Linked DNA regions of Ovis aries: all the other regions are linked to region 1. A link is a contact called in public Hi-C data. All regions are on one chromosome and are shown on one strand. Each heading gives the region's core, a stretch centred on a gene start, on an enhancer-like site or on the middle of the called end of the contact. The rest is flanking DNA. Distances are from core to core; before and after follow the strand shown.

Evidence for each region. Hi-C and Micro-C count contacts between places; a contact is called where the count stands out from the background.
Region 2: a contact with region 1 is called in a Hi-C map of hypothalamus, with 1.9 times the contacts expected there. The contact joins the enhancer-like site here to the promoter of CDYL in region 1. A contact is called at or near these places in 2 of 16 Hi-C or Micro-C datasets (hypothalamus and skin fibroblasts).
Region 3: a contact with region 1 is called in a Hi-C map of liver, with 4 times the contacts expected there. The contact joins the promoter of RPP40 here to the promoter of CDYL in region 1. A contact is called at or near these places in 3 of 16 Hi-C or Micro-C datasets (blood, hypothalamus and liver).

What each region holds. Positions count from the first base shown.
Region 1 is chr20:48,819,868-48,824,157 of ARS-UI_Ramb_v3.0, reverse strand. CDYL (chromodomain Y like) reads left to right here and starts at 2,477. Exons shown (of 7, transcript XM_027958623.3): 1 at 2,477-2,836. The coding sequence starts at 2,813.
Region 2 is chr20:48,950,777-48,955,066 of ARS-UI_Ramb_v3.0, reverse strand. All of the region lies in intron 3 of LOC105603900 (a long non-coding RNA gene), which reads right to left. Among named protein-coding and RNA genes, the nearest start is that of CDYL, 130 kb to the right of the region's middle. Within about 2 kb of position 2,221, at least 14 of the 54 cell types and tissues checked have an H3K27ac peak or open chromatin away from gene starts, as enhancers often do. A contact at or near this core is called in hypothalamus, where this site is marked.
Region 3 is chr20:48,685,306-48,689,595 of ARS-UI_Ramb_v3.0, reverse strand. RPP40 (ribonuclease P/MRP subunit p40) reads right to left here and starts at 2,188. Exons shown (of 9, transcript XM_042236802.2): 1 at 2,038-2,188; 2 at 859-924; 3 at 113-257. The coding sequence starts at 200.

The sequences.
Region 1 (4,290 bases), core at 1,228-3,727:
GAGGGAAGTCTCCTTGTGTTAGGGTCGCATGTGTATCAAATGGACTAGCCCCAAAGCTGAGAGTAGCAGTTGCAGGTGTCTTGCTCCCCTCCCCTCAGAAACAGTGGGGGCTTTATATTTATTTCGGTCTGTGACTGTATGGGGGTTTCTAGCTGAGATGTGTGTGTTCACTTTATACTGAGGGTCCCTCTTTTTTTATTCGTGTTTTCTTGGACTTATGTGACTCTGAACCACCTCCTGCAAGTCAGTGAGCACCGGCGTAGCTGGGCGACCACCACTTTTGAGACTTGGAGGCTACAGGATGCTTAGTCTTTGCCTTCAAGGAGCTTACAACTACCGTTGACGAATCTGTGTGCCAGAGGCGATAAGCACATGTAGCAGATGTTCAGTGAAAGGAAAAGAGGTGCTCGTGTTTGGAGGGGAGGGAGAACTGGCTAGGCGGTCAAAGGGAGCTAGCTCCTGGACGGGCTGAGAAGGTGGAAACTTTGCGATGCTGTTGTCAAGGCGTAAGATAATGGAATCAGCTGAATTAGGTGTCAGGGGCTTTGCTGTGGACGCCAGGATTCCAATTCACAGAATAAACACCCTGTTTTGTAGGTATAGTGTGGGGGCTGGAGCGTCAAACTTGAAGATGCGATCTGGGAGAAGGTCGTAGTCTAGAAACGGGGGGATGGGAGAGAAGAGTGCACAGAACAGAGTCCGCAGAGGTGAGCGCCGAGTGGCTGCGGTGACTCATTCGGTCCTGGAAGTCAGAAGGCTTTGCTTTTGGGGTGACGTCGGAGCAGGAGTTCACGATTGAAAGGGGGGAGGGCATTCCAGGCAGAGGGGGTTGCAGGCGCCGTGGAGACAATGGTGATTCGACTTGAAGTGACTTAAGGGCAGGCGCTGCGCTCGTTCGTGGGCGTGGGGACGCTGGAATTCCAGTTCACCGGTGGTGGGGGGCAAGCTTCTTTTGTAGGTAGAGGACGGTGTGGCAGGAAGGACAGCAGGGTCTGTGAGAAGCCTTTTGGTCATTAAACTGCGTACGGGGCACCATCGAACGGGGTTTGAAGAAGGAAACTGGTGGGAGGAGCCTTGTTTTTCGGAGGTCGGTTTCTAGTTCACTGGAGCCCGGGGCGGAGGATGCACCGGGGGCGGAGAGGGCTGGGTTTGATGGGGGGCCACGTGAAGCGGCCTGTCCGCAGGGCCTCGCGAGGTCCCCTTTTCCTCGCAGGGAGGCTGGCGGTCGCCGGCCGTTTGGGGCAGTCGGGCCACGCAGCCTCTTCCTCGTTCCGCAGCGATGAGGAGACGTCCAGGGTCCAGGCAGGTGTGCCCAGGGGCCTCGTCCACGATGCCCCTCTCCCGCGGCGAGTGCAGAGGGAGCCTGCCCATCGCCGGTCACCGAGCTGTCCCCCCCGTCTCCCCCCCGGCCCCGCCCAGGAGAACCACGACTGACAGCCCCGTTCCCTTGGAACCCAGACTTTTCCCCGGAGCCCGGCCCCTCCTCCCAGCTCCTCTTCGGGGGAGGCGGGCGCTCGAGAGGAACAAGGAGGCCCGGCGCGGGGGAAGCTGCGGGCCGGGCTCAGGCGGCCGCGCCCTCGCGCCGCCCCGGCCCCCGCCCCCGCACCCCGGCTTGCCGCCGAGCGGGAGCGCGCTCCGGCTCCGGGTCTTGGCGGCGGCCGCGGGGGAGGCGGGCACGTGGAGGGGCGGGGGCTCCACCTGGCCACGCCGCCGGGCCTCGGCGGGCTGGCCCTGGCCGGACGGGCTCCGCGCGCCAATGCCGTCGGGGCGGCGGGCTGCGGGCGCCGGGCGGCGCGGCTCCGAACCCAACCTTGGGCTCGCCGGTGCCCGCCCCCGTGTGAGCCGCCACCTTCCGCCCCCCACGTCGAGGCGGGCGCGCGGCCCAGTCCGACCTCCGGAGGGCCCCGGGGCGAGCAGGCCCCGCCCCTCAGGCCACGCCCGCCCACAAGCCACGCCCTGCGCGCCGCGGCCACGCCCCCCACGTCGAGGCGGGCGCACGGCCCGGCCCGACCTCCGGAGGGCCCTGGGGCGAGCTGGTTCCGCCCTCTCCCCGCCCCCGCGCGCCGCGGCCACGCCCCCCACGTCGAGGCGGGCGCACGGCCGGCCCGACCTCCGGAGGGCCCTGGGGCGATCAGGCCCCTCCCACGCGCGCCGCGGCCACGCCCCCCACGTCGAGGCGGGCGCGCGGCTCTGCCCGACCTCCGGAGGGCCCTGGGGCGAGCAGGCCCCGCCCCCGCTCGCGGCCCCGCCCCCGCCTCAGGCCCCGCCCCTTCCTGCCCGCCTGCCTGGCCGCCGAGCCCCAGCGCGGCCCGCCGCTCCCCGCGCCGCCCCGCCCGCCGGCCGCCCCGCCCCGCCCCCCCCACCCCGCGCGGGCGGCCCGAAAACCCGGAGCGCGGCTCGGCCGGGCCGGGCGGCCGCACTGGGCATGCTCAGTAGCCGGGGCAGGTTTTTCGGCCGCAAGTAGGAAGCTTTCTGCACTACCGCGGAGAGGGGGAGCCGCGGAGCCCGCGCGCCGCCGTGCACCGCCGCCGCGCCCGCCCCAGCCCGGCCCGGCCCCGCGGCGGCGCGATGAGCCCGAGCCCCAGCCGGCCCGCCGCGGAGTGAGCGCGGCGCGGAGGGCGCGTTGCGCAGCTGCTCCTGCGCACCGACCCGGCCGGCGGCCCGCAGCGGCGGGAGTGAGCGCCCGCCCGCCCGGCGCCGCGCGGAGCAGGAAGCGCAGGCCACGCAGGGACCCGACTGGAACAAAGTGTGGGCCGCCGGCGGCTCGGCGCCTCGCCGGCCCTGCCCCGCGCCGCGCGCCCCGCCGCCCGCCATGGCCTCCGAGGAGCTGTACGAGGTAGCTCCCCTCCCCCGGCCCCCGCCCCGGCCGCGGGTTGCTGGACGGAAGCGCGCGCGCCCGAGTTTGCGGGCCGGGGGCGTCCCGGCCGCGGGGCCGGACCGCGGACGGGGCTGGAGTGCTGGCGGCGGGGCGTGGGGGCGCCCGGCGGAGCACTCCTGGGTGGGGGGCTCTCGCCTGCGGGGTTGTGGGGCGGGGGGGGCGCGGGGACGAGTGCGACTGTCTCTCGACTCTGCTGCCGACCCGAGCGCTGCCCGACACCGCGCCGAGAGGGCCGAGCGTTGACCGCATGCTCTAATTAGGTTTGGTATTGTGGCCGGAGCCAGGAAATTTAAACCTAACGCGGCTCCAACCGTCATTCATTTTTGCGCCGTGGTGGTGCGAGCTTCGAGAAGGGGGCCCCCGTCAGAACCGCGAGTTCTGGGCCAAGGGTTTGCCAGCGTCGACTTGGAGCGGTGTGGTTGTTGGTTTGGATCTCCAGGCGTGTCTTGTGCGCCCCGATGTAACTTCTTGACTCGTTGCAAAGTCGACTTCCTGGGGAGTGCAGACGCTTGGAGAGCACTCTTTGCTTTCGGGTGCGTGTTTGTAAATACAGCTTCGTAAGAGACTTCACTTGTGGATACTCCGTGGGTTCACCTCCGATGCGTTCAGGGACCTGGATGTTTAGGGACGTAAGGAAGCGTCTGTAACGAGTAGAGCTCCTTTGGCCCCCAGCGATCGCTTAATGAGAACCGGCTGAGTCTTCCGAGGTGTCCCCTCTTGCCGGTGCGTTACCGCCCTTGGCACAGCGTGCGGCTGTGTGTTACCATCCGTTCTGGCCTTCTAGCAACTTTTTGTGCGAAAGTTCTCTGGAGGAGGCTGCCTTCCGTAGAATCCGTGGTCTGCCCGACATGGTACATGGTCGGAGTACCTTGGCTGGCTGAAAGTGCGCCATTATGCTCAAGTCCTTTACACGCTGGCTGTGCCCTGCTGTATTCAAGATGCTGTCTTGGGTCATTTGGGCTCAGTTGTGTCCCACTCTTTGCCACCCCGTGGACTGCAACCCGACCAGGTTCCTCTGTCCATGGGATTCCCCAGGCAAGAATAGTGGAGTGGGTGGCCATTTCCTCCTCCAGGGGATCTTCCCAACCCAGGAACTGAACTAGAGTCTCCTGCATTGCCAGGAGGATTCTTTACCCCAGCCACTTGGGAAGCCCCATTTAGGGTACTAAAGAAGGGGGGAAAAAAATCTCCTGTTCTCAAGCTTCCATTCTTTCTAAGAAAGAAAGTGGTGTTTGGGAAAAGGCCCGGAAGTAGAGGCTGAGACGTAACAGCTGGGAGAGTACATAGCACCAGGGCAAGAGGGGTTTTGGTTTCTACATCAGACTGTTGGTGAGGATTTTAGGCCTGAATGTTCATGCTTCCTTCATTTTTGAGGTTATAAATACACAGTCGAGTCACTTGTTCCCTTAGTG
Region 2 (4,290 bases), core at 972-3,471, 130 kb before region 1:
AACCACCGTGCACGTCTGTGCTGTTTCTCAACATACCGCGTTCTCCAGCCTTACGGTCCCCCCGGGGCTATGCTGCAGGCTGAGGGTCTGTGTCCCCCACCCAACCCTAAGATGCATGTGCCGAAGCCCAATCCCCAGTGTGACAGGCTCGGGAAGTGGGCCTTTGAGGGTGATTAGGTCATGAGGGTGGAGCCCTCATGCAGGGGTTGAAGCTTTTATAAAAGAGGTCCCATGTGTAAAGCTCCTCACTCCCTTTTGCCATGCGGGGACCTGGTGGCATGACTGTCTGTGAACCAGGAAGTGAGCTCTCAGCAGACCCTGAATTGCACCGGTGCCCTGAGCTTGGACTTCCAGCCTCTGGGACAGTGGGAAATAGACATCTGTTCCCGATCAGCCGCCCAGAGTGGCGTAACCACCGCGCTGGTGGTGGTGTTACAGCAGCCGGAACAGACCAAACAGACTCCATCGCACCGCTGCAGAAGGGAGTCACGGGTACACTGAGCCCTGAGGGGCTGGTTGGGATCGGAAGACAGGAGCAAACACGACGATTTCAGAACGTGCAGACGGACAGACACAGAGGCGCAGATGTGAATGCAGAGCTCCGTCAGGAGCCCCTCCCCATCCGAGAGGCAGTGATCCTCCAGCCATCGAGAGAACACCTCCTTCACAGGCGGCCTCTACTCTTGGGCGCTTCTCTGTGCCTAACCATAGTTTCCTACCTTAAAGCCTCTTCATCATGCTCTGTCAGAACTCCCCCGACACGGAATCACGGCATGTAAGCACCACGTGTCTGTCATCAGGGAGGACATATCCCTGCCTCTCCACCAAGGACAGGACACGGACGAGGCATAGCACACAGGACTCAAACGCCTTTTGGGTGAGCCAAGTCTGAATATAGACATAACGATGTCCAAAAGTGAGAGTGAATGTCGCTCAGTCGTGTCTGGTTCTTTGTGACCCCCTGGACTATACAGTCCATGGAATTCTCCAGGCGAGAATACTGGAGTGGGTAGCCTATCCCTTCTCCAGGGGATCTTCCCAACCCAGGGATCGAACCCAGGTCTCCCGCATTGCAGGCGGATTCTTTACCAGCTGAGCCACCAGGAAGCCCCTGATGCCAAGGTCGGGCTCAGATGTTGTCTCTCCCGTGAAGCCTCCTGGGATGTGCGGCAGAGAAACACCCCGTCTCTGCACAGGGGAATCTCCCACACCTTCCTGTAGCACTGGTTCATCCTTCCTTCCTCTCGGGCTCATCTCCCCACTCCACTGTGAATATCTGTGGGCAGGATCTGACTCTTTTTCTTGGTCCCCAGCCCTCGGTTAAGGCATTTTGGATTTGATGGCGTCTCTCCATGGACCACACTGGCCTGCCTGCAGAGCTAATCCCTGCCATTGGCATCGTCGGCTCTAGGCTCCGCCGGTGGAAGCCAACCATTCACAGGAAATCCAGGATGAAAGCAGCAGAGCTCTTTGTTCCAGCCCTATTTCTGCAGAAGACGGTTGCCCTTGGCTAAGCAGGAGGCAGTCTTCAGAGAGCTGACTCACCTGCTTGACAGGTCTGTCTCAGAAATGTTTGACTTGATGCTTTGCTCTTGGTGTGAGTCTCAGAAACGTTTGACTTGATGCTTTGCTCTTGGTGTGAAAGAAGCCTGGCTCTACTTTGCAGCGGGAGGTGGCAGGCTCATGAAATGAGTGTTTGCCTGTTTCTGACGGCTTCCCTGGAGGCTGGCTGGGCAAGCTCCCACGGGGTGATGAAATGGTGATGATCCGGTGCACCATGAAGGCTGCAGAGCTCCCGACACGCTGCTCGAGGAGGCGCCCACGCAGGCAGAAAGCCGCTGCGAGAGAGACGGAAACCCCGAGCTGTAGGCTCAGAAGTTTCCTCACTAACCACGCAGGCCGGGGCGAGCTACAGAGAGGCGCTTTGCCGCTGAGAAACTTGGATAGAAGAGGAAAAAGCAGATCTTCCCAAAGGCTCCGACCTCGGCAAAGCCCTGCGTTTGTTTTTATTGCTGCCAGGACAAATCACCGCACATTGAGTAGCTTGAAACCACACCTTTCCTCATTTCACAGCTCTGCGGCTCCGCAGTCTGTGCGGCTCGGCTCCACTGGGCCCCCTTTCAGAGGCTGCGGGCTGGAATCAGCAAAGCTGCAGTCCCGATCAGGGCTCTGAGTGGAGAGTCTGCGGCCAAGCTCGCTCAGGCTGCTGGCCAGGTGGTTGTGCAAGTGGGGCCCCTGCTCTATTGCTGGCTGTCAGCTGGGGGCAGCCTTAGCTCCCAGAGGCCTCCCTGGAATCCTGGCACAAGGCTCTGACTTCTCAGAACCAGCAAAGGAGCCCTGAATCCCTCCCGGGACTCGAATCTCCCTGACTCCCCTTTCTGCTGCCTTCCCTCTAACTCCATCCAGAGAAAGGTCCTTGCTTTTTTAAGGGCTCAGGTAATTAGATGGATAATCACGGCCTTCCCTGGTGACTCAGCTGGTAAAGAATCGGCCTGCAATGCAGGAGACCTGGGTTCGATCCCTGGATTGGGAAGGTCCCCTGGAGAAGGGAAAGGCTACCCACTCCAGTATTCTGGCCTGGAGAATTCCATGGACAGAGGGGCCTGGTGGGCTATGGTCCACGAGGTCACAACAACAAGTCGGACGTGACTGAGCGGCTAACATGTATATGGGCACTGTGGCCCAGCCAAAGTGACATGTAAAATTAAATATCACAGCTTCTGATTAGGACGTCCTCTTTCCCGTCATTGTCAAAGGCTTCGGGACCGCTGGCTTTCCTCCCCTCTCTGTGACTGTCCCACTTCTTGGTCCATTCGAGCCCTTCCGCCCCCAGGCCTGGCTGAAGGAGGCCCAGGCTCCTCTGCTCGCTATGCTGAGCACAGACATTCAGGCTTACTTTGCGGGCATGGTTTTCCCAACCGATCATGACAGAAACAAACCAGGTGTAAGAAAAACTACAAATGAGAAGGTTCAAGGCTTAGAAAATTATGCTTTCTTCCCATCCAGCACCCAGGTACTGATCTCCTTTCTGAGATGGAAATTGGAAATGTCAGGCTTTTTTGTCTATATATATACTGTTGAAAGTAGATCTCACCCAACCCCTGGTCTTTGAACACCTGAAGTTCCAGCAAAGCGAAATAGAAGGCTCTTGCAAAGGCCTTTAATCTGAAGAGGATTGTTTGCATTTCTGAGGAAGTTTTAACTCTCTGCTCTGGCCCTATTTTTCAAGAAGGAATATTCCCTTGGGCATAGCCTCCCTGGAGGCTTATCCTTAGAGAGGAATTTATAAGATCTTCAGAACACTGTGTAACCATTTCAAAAAGCCCAAGTGGCCAAGGTTTTTAACTGGGCAGGGAATAAAAAGTTATATTTTCCCTCCTTCCTCCTCTTCTACCTCTCATTTCCGTGGTGGTAAAGTGTCTGCCTTCAACGTGGGAGACCTGGGTTCAATCCCTGGGTCGGAAAGATCCCCTGGAGAAGGAAATGGTAACCCACTCCAATACGCTTGCTTGGAAGATCTCATGGACAGAGGAGCCTGGTAGGCTATAGTCCACAGGGTCACAAAGAGTTGGACACGACTGAGCAACTTCATTTTCCTCTTCTACCTCTCACCCCACATCAGAAAAGTCAGGAAGCCCTGCCTTTCCCAAAGGAAAGAATCATGTGGCTGTGGTGCCAAGGCCCTGTCTGTGCTCTGGGCCAGCCTGCTCACCGGCCACGGCCTGTGCCCCCCATGCCCTGCCCCTCCTGACTTCCCACCAGCTACTCCACAGCCAAGCCGGACAGTCAGAGGGAAGCTGTGGCCTTTTCTCTTCTACACTGTTTGGAAACTGTTAAGGACTTTTGCTATTGTTATTCTGGAGAAGGAAAATATTGGCCAAATCTTTTTTTAACTGTATATTCCGATTGTACTTTTTGGGGGGGAGGGGAGGTGGCCTTAGTTACAGCACACAGGACCTTTGGTAGTGACCCGCAGGCTTCTCTCTGGTTGTGGTTTGCAGGCTCCAGAGCTTGAACGGGCTCAGCAGTTGCCCTGCACAGGCTGAGTTGCCCCAGCGGCATGCAGGATCTTAGCTCCCCAACCAGGGATCGAACCTGCATCCACTGTGTTGGAAGGTGGATTCTTAACCACTGGACCACCAGGAAAGTCCTTAGGCAGAATCTTAATTACCAAGAGCATCAGAAGTGGCCACCAGGTGAAAATGTCTGTGGAGCATCTGTTTAAATCAACCCACCTGACCGTGCCCGTCTCAGTGCCACCGGTGGCAGATGAGCCTAGAACTACACCAT
Region 3 (4,290 bases), core at 939-3,438, 130 kb after region 1:
GACGCGCTCCATCCGCGTGATTCGAACAAGGCAGGAGCCCCGGAAGTGTGATGTGGCCTCCCTGGCCTTCTGCATCCCACCATGTTCACAGACACTATGAGGTTTTTCTTACCTTTCTTGACAAAAGAATTGATGAATTCGTGTGTGATTAACTCATAAAGAGGTAAATCCTTCACAAAGTAATAGGGTCCAAATTCCATGACCAGATCTTTCAGTTCTTTTGATAGTATCCCACATTCAGGAATCAGAAATGAAACCTATTGGAATATACAACACAAAAAACTTATTTTTATATTAATAACAGAAGCATGGTTGACTTACAGTATTATACTAGTTTCATGTATACAGCATGTGATTCAGCATTTTTGCAAATTATACTCCATTATAGGTTTCAACAAGTTTTATTTTCATGCAGATCAACACCCGGGATTTAGTGATGATACAACATAATTAAGGCTACTAACCATTCCTCCACAACCTTCAGCAAAAGTCTGAAATTAATTTACTAATCTCAGGAAAAGAGAAATCCAACAAGTTAAGTTTTCCATTTCTGAATTCAAGTGCACAGTATAGGAAATTGAATGAAAAAAAACAATTTTAATGGGAAACTCTTGCTTGCGTTTTATCTTTTGAAAATAAGCAATATATTTGATGACCTGTTCCTGTCACTACATTAATTAATTTTTAGGGAAATGCAGTGGTAAAGAATCTGCCTGCCAATGCAAAAGACCTAGGTTTGATCCCTGGGTCAGGAAGATCCCCTGGAAAAGGAAATGGCAACCTACTCCAGTATTCTTGCCTGGGAAATCCCATGGACAGAGGAGCCTGGCGGGGTTAGGGTTAGACTTAGGGACTCACCAAGTATAAGTGAATATCCCCAGATCTGTGTATCCTGGTACCAGGCTGGAATCAGAGGAACTGTCCCTTAGGGCGTAAGGAATTTGGGGATACTGGTTATTAACAGGCCACATGGAAGCAGAAGTCAGCTTGGTGTTCCCACTGTCCCGACGGAAAAGCTCTGCACGTGGGCTGGGGAGGACACAGTGCACCTCCCAGACGGCTGTCTGTGAAGAGTTATCCATCCAGAGCAGAGACGTTCAACCCGACAGGTTTCAAGCGGTGCCCGGCCGCTCCACACCTTGAAAAAGGCCACTCTCCCAAAGCGGGGACACTAACCGGGGTCGCCACTTGTGTCTGAGACACTGGCCAGTGAGGCCGAGCTGAGATTAGGCTGATCAGCTTAAAAGCGTGCGAGGCTTCACGCGCTTCCATTTTAAGGTCTAGTCTGGAGTCCTCCCCACTTGCACGGGTCCGCGAAGCCTTCCCAGCAGACACTGCCCGGGAGTCAGGGGGCTTCTCCTCCCCAGGAAGGTCCAGTAACCACCCCCACTGACGCCTCAGCCACGAAAAGGGCCCCGGGGCGGGCGACACTTCCAGGGAACACCAGCAAACATCGCTGTGGGCAAGGCGGCCGAGGCGAATTTCTACCAAAAGCTGCCCAAATGCCGCCCTGGCGCTCTGGATGGACAAGGCGGAGAGCAGCGGGCAGAAGAAAGAGCTTTTCAGGGATCAAACTAGCGCCCGTAAGCGGTTTAGAGGAGCAAGCAGCTCCCGGGCGGAACTGGGCCGGCCGCTCCGGAGAGGCGCGCGGGTGCAGGAACCCAGCGGCAGGGAAGGAGGGCGGCCGCCCCGCCCGTCCTGGCCCCGCCCCCGCCTTCCGGCCCCGCCCCAGGGACGCAGCACGCCTGGGGCGGGGCCAGGCCACAGCAAGAGACCAGAGGCCCCGTGAACCCTGCCCCGCCCTCCGACGGCGGGGCACCGCCCCGCACCGGTGCACCCTGGGACTTGTGGTCCTCAAGCGAGCCAACACAGGAGCCTGGAGCCACGGAGAGACTACAGCTCCCAGCATGCCGAGCGAGGGCCCCGCCCCTCCACGCGACGAGGGCGGGCCCCCGGAGCAGAGCCCGGCTCTCCCCCAGCCTCCCGCGCCCGCGGGAGGGAGCGTGCGCGATCCGCGGACCGAGGGCCAGGACTCACCCTGTAATTGTAATAGTGCGTCTCCACGAGATGCCGGTGGCGCGACTTGTCATGGCCGAAGTTGGACTTCTCACAGACCAGCAGGTGCCGGGGCACCTCTCGCAGCCGGCGCAGCGTGGCCATGCTCTCCCCGCGCAGACCCTCCAGGCTCGGCTCGCCCCGCCCCTTCCCTCGCCCCGCGGGCGTGCGCAGTGCCGGCAGGGCGCACGTGCGCAGGCTGCCCGGGTAGGGGCGGGGCTAGCGCCGGGGCGGGGCTAGCGCTGGGGGCGGGGCTAGGCCTCGGGATCCTCAGCCGGAGCTCTCTGATGGGTAAAGGAAAGGCGCACTGCCCGGAATGAATTCCCTTGTCAGACTCCCTCCTCTGGGCCCCAGGTTGCCCCTTCCCAAACTGTCAAGGAGGTTTGTGTCTAATACCTTCAATAGAACTCCTTAAGACTTCTTCAAAACCACTTTTAAGATCCTTTTAAAAATATCCTTTTGGGGAATTCTCTAGCCATCCAGGGGTTAGTATTCAGTGCTGGAGCCAGGGTTCAATCCCTGGTTGGGGAAATGAAGATCCCACAAGCCGGCGCAACCAAAAAAAAAAAAAAAAGAATGAAAAATAGACTTTTGGAACCGCTTTTAATAATTTGTTGCTATTGGAAGTTATAGTGATAATTCGTTTTTCCACCTAATCTTTCTGACCAACTGTAAGTACTATACTACACACTTTTCAAACTGGAATCTGCACAGCCCAATTCTATGCAGAGAGGATGCAAAATAACAGAATATTTGTGTTCTGGAGCATCAGTTTTACTATAAGATGTGGAAGAAGAGAAGTTAAATAATTTAGAAGATGCATGGATGCATGAGTACTCAGTCGTGTCCAACTTTTTTTGCAACCCCATGGTCTGTAGCCTGCCAGGCTCCTCTGTCCGCGGGATTTCCCAGTCAAGAATACTGGAATAGGTAGCCATTGCTTTCTCCAGGGGATCTTCCTGACCCAGGGATCGAACCCACATCTCTTGAATTGTAGGCGGATTCTTTACCACTAAGCCACCTGGAAAGCCCAATTTAGAAGATAAGTATGTGTAAGTCTGGGCTTCCCAAGTGGTGCTAGTGGTAAGGAATCCACCTAGCAATGCAGGAGACCCAAGAGATGAGGGTTAGATCCCCTAAAGGAGGAAATGGCAACTCACGCCAGTCACATGTGTAAATCTCATCCAAAACTAAGGCTGGTCAGTTCTTCACCATTACTCCTGTGCCTCAAAAGTCAGATTATCTCTGCAAATATTCTAAGGGACACCAATTTTCCATTATTTTAAATAGGAAGAATGATAAAGAAATAGCAAGTTGATCAAAAAATTCCCAATCTCCTAAATCACAACAAGGCACTTAGATACAACTTACAAATATCATATTAGCATGTAAAATGCTTAAAGCATTGCTTCATGGGCACCACACAATTCAGTAGCAGTGGCCTCTCTTAGACCTGCAGCGTCAGAGGTGGACCTCTCCTAGGTTGGTACTCCAAAGCTCTGCAAAGTGACTGTTGCGATTCTGATGGTGCACCAGTAATGTGTGAAAGCAACATGAAGCTTTTCTAACAAGCCCTTTAGGTGAAAATGTTGTATTAACTTTTGAAGGCTCAGTGTAACTCCTATGCGTGTAAACTTCAGCTTTTCTCTACAATACTTCATCAAAATGGCTCTGTCGCCCCTCCGCGCTGTCTCTAGTCCACAACCACTGCTGGCCGCCTTTCTCTCTGGTCACTGCAAATGCCAGCCTCCCGACTGTCTTGCCCTCCTACAGTCAGCATCCAGACGATCTCTTGAATATATGAATAACATGACATATATCTAGGGCCCAGCCTCTACACCTGTCTGCACCACACATCGATTAACAATAAAGAGACGTTTCTTTATGACTTGCTGGGTTCTGGGCACATAATAAATACGTGTGAATGACTCTCCAACCAGTTACTGCCCCTGGAGGACAACAGGCATACTCCGTTCACCTTTCCAGCTCTCGCACCATTCAAGCACACGGTAGCTGCCCCATAAATACGTTTGTTTAACAAATACTTCTTACCCATATTTCCATACCCAGATCCTAACATTCCATCAGGAGTCAAAATATTAACAACTTGGATAAATGAACTTGCACGTGAACAGAGGACTGGCCCGGGGGAGGGGCTGGTCCAGTTTAAGGTGGGTTTGCAGCAGACAGCAGGTGGTCAGCCCAAAGGCCTCGCTCCCTGTCTGCTCTCCAGCT